Regions from separate parts of the Mus musculus genome. Here region 2 is linked to region 1. The links are chromatin contacts, called in public HiChIP or PLAC-seq maps. All regions are on one chromosome and are shown on one strand. The core of a region is the stretch at or near the end of the contact, and the rest is flanking DNA. Distances in the headings are between cores, read along the strand shown. Region 1 has its middle 100 kb from the start of Gm33886. Region 2 holds the start of Kcnmb2 (potassium large conductance calcium-activated channel, subfamily M, beta member 2).

Evidence for each region. HiChIP or PLAC-seq counts read pairs in DNA pulled down with a chosen protein or histone mark.
Region 2: an H3K27ac HiChIP or PLAC-seq map of VIP interneurons shows a contact between it and region 1, with 3 times the contacts expected there. The contact joins the promoter of Kcnmb2 here to the enhancer-like site in region 1. A contact is called at or near these places in 1 of 39 promoter capture datasets (embryonic stem cells), 4 of 484 Hi-C or Micro-C datasets (the C2C12 cell line, cortical glia, nephron progenitors and 1 more), 5 of 115 datasets of contacts at active chromatin or transcription factors (SST interneurons, VIP interneurons, embryonic forebrain and 2 more) and 3 of 9 other capture datasets (embryonic stem cells, liver and pancreatic islet).

The regions. Positions count from the first base shown.
Region 1 is chr3:31,788,935-31,792,319 of GRCm38.p6, reverse strand. No RefSeq gene overlaps it. Among named protein-coding and RNA genes, the nearest start is that of Gm33886, 100 kb to the right of the region's middle. Within about 2 kb of position 1,824, at least 3 of the 459 cell types and tissues checked have an H3K27ac peak or open chromatin away from gene starts, as enhancers often do. A contact at or near this core is called in SST interneurons and VIP interneurons, where this site is marked.
Region 2 is chr3:31,900,963-31,904,347 of GRCm38.p6, reverse strand. Kcnmb2 (potassium large conductance calcium-activated channel, subfamily M, beta member 2) reads right to left here and starts at 1,645. Exons shown (of 6, transcript NM_028231.2): 1 at 1,423-1,645. Gm34031 (a long non-coding RNA gene) reads left to right here and starts at 2,174. Exons shown (of 3, transcript XR_389652.3): 1 at 2,174-2,292.

The DNA of each region.
Region 1 (3,385 bases), core at 575-3,074:
CAACATATAGAAGGACAACATTACTATAGATCAAAAACCCAGAAAGCCAAGATGGCAACTTAGAAAGAGCCAACATTCTTAGTCATCAGGGAAATGTAAATCAAAATGTCACTGAGATTTCATCTTATACTCATCAGAATGGTAATACAAAGATTCAAGTGACTCAAAACCACATGCTGGTGAGGATGTGATGAAAGGTGAATACTCCTCCATTGCTGGTGGGGTGCAAACAGGTACAACTTCTTTGGAAATCAATTTGTCCGTTTCTCAGAAAATTTGGAGTAGTTCTACCTAAGACCCAGCTATAGAACTCTTGGGCATATACCCCCCAAAATGTATCACCGTACCACGAGGATACTTGTTCAACTATGATCATAGCAGCTTTGTTTATAATAGCCAGAAACTAGAAACAACTAGATGTCCCTTAACTGAAGAATGCATAAAGAAAATGTCGTATGATTACACAATGGAATTCTATTCAGCTATTAAAAACAAAGGCATTGTGAAAATATTCAGGCAAATGGATGGAATTGGAAAATATTATCCTGAGCAAGGACCCCAAACCCAGAAAGTACAAAACTGGACATTAAACATAAGGTACAGGATAACCATGCTACAATTCACAGACCCAAAGAAACCAACTAATAAGGAGGTCCCAAGGGAGGATATGTGAATCTTACTCTGAAGGGGAAACAAAAAATAGTCATTGGTGGTAGATGGAGAGAGGGAAACGGGTGGAAGAGGGGGTGAGTACGGTAACTGGGATGATGATCAGGTGTGGGGTGGGACTGTGGGAGAAGTCTGGGAATGAGAGTGGCAACAGATTGGGGCATCTCTGGGAGTAGCTAGAGACCTGGGATGGGGGAGGTTCCTGGGACTCTATGGGAGTGACCCTGGCTGAGACTTCTAGCAGTGGGGGAATATGGAGATTGAAGTGGCCACTTCCTATAGCCAGGTGGGACTTACAGTGGGGGGAGCAGGGCATCAATCCACCCACAAAACCTTTAACCCAAACTGTGTCCTGCCTATAAGATGCGCAGATCTAAAGATGAAGCAGAGATTGAGGGCCAGCCAATGACTGGCCCAACTTGAAACACAATCCCTTGTAAGACAGCCAATCCATGACATGGTTAATGATATTTTGCTGGGCTTACAGACAGAAGCCTAACAGAACCGTCTCCTGAAAGCAGATGCAGAGGCCCACAGGCAAACATCAAGCGGTGCTTGGGGAATCTTGTAATAGTGGGAGATAGAATTGAGTGAGCTGGTGGGATCAAAGACACCACAGAAAGCCTAAAGAGTCAACTAATCTGGGCCCGTAGGGGCTCACAGAGACTGAACCATCAACCAAAGAGCATTCAGGGGCTGGACCTAGTCACCTTACACATTTCTAACAGATGTGCAGCCTGGTCTTCATGTGGGTCCCCTAACAATTGGAGAGGGACCTGTCTCTGAGTCAGTTCCTGGCATTGGATCCTTTCTCCTAGATGGACTACCTGGGGGGAGGGGATGTTAATGGGAGAGGAGGAACTAGGGCCTATGGCAACTAGATGTCCCAGGTGGGGTGGTACCCACGGGTGCTTCCCCTTCTCTGAGGAGAATGGGAGGGAGTAATGGGGGAGGAGGAGGAGGAATTTGTAAGGGCGGGATTGCAGGAGAGGAGGAATCGGGAGGGGTACGATCTGCATGTAAAGTGAATACACAAAAAAGTAAATTTTAAAAAGCTTCAGTTTAAAAAATTTAAACCACCTTTAAGTGTTAGGTTTATCATTTTTGGCCCAAGGCTGACACCTTGTGGACATTTCCAGTAATTGTGAGCTTATTCTCTGTTCTCTGTACAGTGGTTACATCTAAGCAGGTGTACTGGCAATTTAAATTACAGAGAAACAAGCAAAGCAAAGGACAGTTAACTGAATTTTTAAAGCCTTGGGGGAACTTACTTCAGAATTTGATTTAAATTTACTTTTATTATTCACTTGCTTTTAGTGTTTGCCCAGACAAAAATATTAATTTATACTTTCTAGGTTCTGCTCAGATTGTTAAATTAACCAATTTCCAAATCAAAGGCTGTTTTCTTTCTGCTTCACTGTAGTATCGGTCCAGTTGTGTAGTCAATGACCAACTCTCTGAGAACTTCCCATCACCAATAGGCCTCAATGGGAATAAAGGCTATTAATGGCTACAAATGGATAAGAAGGGCCAGTGCTCACTGAAAAGCTAGAAGTCTTTGCTGGAAAATCTTTAATGTTTCCAGGCGGCAGAAGCTGAGGGTTAGGCAGGCTCATGGTCCTCATAAGCACAGGCCTGTCTGATGACCTTTGCTAAATATTTTTATGCATACTATATCTACCAACTTAATATAAATTCTTTGCTAGCAGATATAAACTACTTCCTAAAAATTGCCTTTATTGCAACTGCTGCCACCATGCTCCCTTTCCTAAAAACTCAATCTTTATTTTTTTAGTTTTTATTGGATATTTTCTTTACTTACATTTCAAATATTATCTCTTTTCCTGGTTTCAGCCTATCCCATCCTACCTCCCCCTGCTTCTATGAGAGTTTTCTTCCACCCACCCACCCCAAACCACCTCCCTGCCCTCAATTCCTCTACACTGGGGCATCTATCAAGCCTTCATAGGACCAAGGACCTCTCCTCCCACTGATGCATGACAAGGCCATCCTCTGCTACATATGCAGCTGGAGTCATGTGTACTCCTTTGTTTATGGCTTAGTCCCTGGGATCTCTGAGAGGGGTGGGGGGGGGTTCTGGTTGGTTGATATTGTTTTTCTTCCTGGGATTGCAAACCAAATCAACTCCTTTATTCCTTTCTCTCTAATTCCTCTATTGGGGACACTGGCTCAGTCCAATGGTTGGCTGTGAGCCTGCACCTCTCTGCATTTGTCAGGCTCTGGCAGGGCCTCTCAGGAGACAATCATATCAGGCTCCTTCCAGCATGCACTTCTTGGCATCCACAATAGTGTCTAGGTTTGGTAACTGTATATGGGATGGATCTCGGGAAAGCCTCTGGACGGCCAATCCTGTAGTCTCTTTTCTACACTTTAGCTCCATAATTGCTCCTGTGAGTATTTTGTTCTCCTTCTAAGAAAGACTGAGCACCCACACTTTGGTTTTCCTTCTTATTGAACTTCTTATAATCTGTGAATAGTATCTTGATTATTTGGAGCTTTTGGGCTAATATCCACTTATCAGTGAGTGCATACCATGTGTGTTCTTTGGCAAATGGGTTACCTCACTCAGGATGATATTTTCTAGTTCTATCCATTTGCCTAAGAATTTCATGAATTCATTGTTTTTAATAGTGGAGTAGTATTCCATTGTGTAAATGTACCATATTTGCTGTATCCATTCCTCTGTTGAAGGACA
Region 2 (3,385 bases), core at 396-2,895, 110 kb before region 1:
AGCCAACTTCAAGCCTAGAGGTCTCTCAACCAAAGGAAAATGACCTCGAGTTTGTGTGTAAATGGCAGTGTGTACACAGGAGCTCAAAAAGACCAGAATCTCACTTAACCCTAATTCCAGCATTTAACTGAAAACTAACATTGTCCTCAACACTTATTTATACCGTGTTATGTGGATGGTGTAGACCAGTGGAGAATGTTACATTCTTTATAAATATGATCATTGAAGCGCTTTTGGTGTTCATTATAGCTAAATGCATGCATCGAAATGCAGAGGTTTTTCTGTTTGTTTGCTTGTTTGTTTGTTTTTGTTTGTTTGTTTGGTTTTCAAAATAGAAAGCGTTATCCTTACAGCTTTGAGTCTGTGAGGTCCACAGGGGAGAGAACGCACCCGCCACGGAGGGACACATTCACTTTGTCCCTGCCACTTCACACTGAGGGTCACAAGCAATGACAGTACTGGCACCGGGGATCAAATTGCAGAAACATTGGTTTTGGATCATTGTACTTTTGCCTCTGAAATCTCCGCGGGTGGTTCCTACCTTCCCTCTCTAGTAGAGCTGTACAGAGCCCATCTGAAGTGCAAGGAGATGTATGCAGTTCCTTGCCAGTGCTAATCATTGCCCCCTCCTCCCGGACTGTGGAACCCAACCGCTCCTCTTATCTTCAAGGAAGATTAAGCTTTCGAGCTATTCATTAACAAAATAAAAGGTCAAGTCCTTAACCTCTAAAGAATTCCCGTTTCCATCTGCAGCCCAGCAGTTGCTCAAAGGCAAGAACACGAACAGAGAGAAAGCCCCTTCTTTACTCTCAAACTCCCGGTCTGTTTTTAGCAAAGCCATTAATAGGAACAGAATGGTGTGGACCAGCCTTTCAATATGCAAGATGGACAGAGGTAACCAGATTTCTCTTATAGTAGATTATAGGGGGAAATCCATCACTATCTTCTGAAATACCCTCTGACCACCAAAACACACTGACTCCAGGAATATATATTTACCTAACAGGTTTCAAGTTCAGCACGGCTTCCTCCTCTATTTTTCTTGGCTCTCTCTGCCTCCCACCTGCCAAAGTCTTCTCTCAGTGCCCCCTCCCCAGCCTATCAGGCACCACTGGTAAGAAAAGAACTGTTTTCTCCATGACCTCTAAGCCTTCTACTCCACCGAAAGCAACGTGGAGTGCACACTCAGCAGGCTGCGATCGAGCCCGGAGCCAACCTGTCCATGAGGCTTTCCAGACATAAAACCTCACACTGCCCAGTGTGTCTTGTGTTTTGGTCAGCGTGGAGCCCCAAGTCAACCAAGCCTCTCTGTAGCACCTGGCTGCAATCCCTGACCGACCACAGGCACCCCAGCGCTGAGCCCAGCGACAACAAAAAGCTCCAAACAGCAACAGATTCCTTTGTTTTACATGCAAATCCTACCTTCAGGAGTTGTCACATCTTCCTCAAAAGCCACGCTTAATTTTTAATGACAGTGATCCCGTGTAGTCCTCCACACAGCCACCGGTCCTCATCTTTACCTTTCCTGCTGGCTGTCTTTGTGGACCATTGATGTCACACCCTCGCTAACTCATAGCTTTACTCCTCGCTCAAAATGTCTGCAAGAGTTTGGAAGGACAATAGGAGTGACAGGCACGCTAGACAGCCATGCTTAAGATTAGTTCTCCGAAGCTCTGTGGAAGCCGGTCCAGACTGTTTTTAAAAGCGTGCAGGAGGTAGGATTTATTAGCCTATGACAGGCACGCTGCTTCTGTTTTTATTAAATACTGTAATAGGCTGTCTGTTAGCATCGCTGTGATAGGTCCAGCATTTCTTCCCCACTGCTTTCGAATTTTCATACTGAAAAGGGAGCGGAGCCTGATCTGACTTCCCTCCTAGCTCTGCGGCCACCCTACCTACTAGATTAGATTTCCAAATCCTCTAACTTCGGAAGAAAGAACTCCTCCTGTAAATAAGCTCTCTCTAGGAGGGTGAACTTGGGAGTAAACACCCTTGGAATCCCCAAGTGATCCTGTTAGTCCCAGCAAGGGACTCTTGCTTTCCCAAGTTAGAAAAAGACATTATTTCCAGAGCTAGGCGAGAGGATCCTTTCACACAGGGAAAGTTGTGATGGGTAACTGAGGATGCCTTATGGCATGTACTCACCTGAAGTCTCAAATGTTGTATCAGACGGACAGCATGCATCAGAAAACAGATGAACTCATTAGGGCATGTCGGCTGCACAGTTCTTTGCTCCATGCAAAGGTCACCATTTTTCCTGCATCACTGCTCTCTCCATGGAAAGAATGGAAGGTGGGTAGAGGAGCTTGGGATGGGTGCCCTGCCTTGGTGTGGTCCTTTACACAGTAGTGACATAGAAACACTGGCCAGAGAGGAGGCTGTTCTGTGTGTGCAAACACACATCACTCTGAAAAGTGTTTTTCCGGACAGGAATGCAAAAACAAAGTTCTTGCCAGAGAATGTTTTAATGCTCCAACTACCCAGGTTTAGTCTTTTTTTTTTAACTCGGTTTTCCTTTCTCTTCTCTTGCTACCTCAGAACCATAGTTATATAGTAGTTACTATGGAAACTGAGTGGTCGGCACTAAGGGAGGGGCTTAGAGACCAGCAGATGCAATATGGACAGGAGTGTTCTATGTTGGACTATGGAACAGAAATTGAATAGTGGTAATGAACATCTTACAGCCACTGCCAGTGACCCTCTGGAAGACCATCTCAGGGGCATGATTCTAAGTTGCCACTGTTTAATTGTGGGCATTTTTGCTGTTTGGGAGTACGACATTGAGCAGACCCACATCCTCTTCCACATAATAACTGAATATCAGAATTGCTCTCATATCGGTCCAAAGATTTTGCTTTCATTCCTTTCTTTCTTTCTCATGTTCCTGGCTGCTGGTTTGAATATACCCTGATTATATTTGAATTTTAGCTGTTATTTGATTGGTTACAGTTTTTTCTTGGGAATAAAATGTGATTCAGTAGGAAAAAAAGACTCTCTTTGTATCACAAACCATAATCATACTTCATTCTGAGTGAGTGTCCTTACATCATTTCCTTAGAGCTAACCCTGGGCCTGAATATGAAGTTTGAATTTTGAAAGATAACCCTGGACCCACTGGATTGATACAACAGAAAGAAGAGTTTCTTCTTGTTTTTAGCTCCTCAAATAGAAAAGAAACTTTTTTTTCTTTTTTTTTTTTAAAAGAAGTTTTGCTCATCACTTGGTCATCTAAGAGAAACCATTTCAGAAATAGTTAAATATTCATAATTGTAAAGAGAGCAGAAGAAGTGCTGATTACTGTCATCAGTATCTTAATTTCATGGTAATTGGAGCAATTCACACAACTGTTGACACAAAACAAGGCTCTCATCTCCAAGGGAATAAG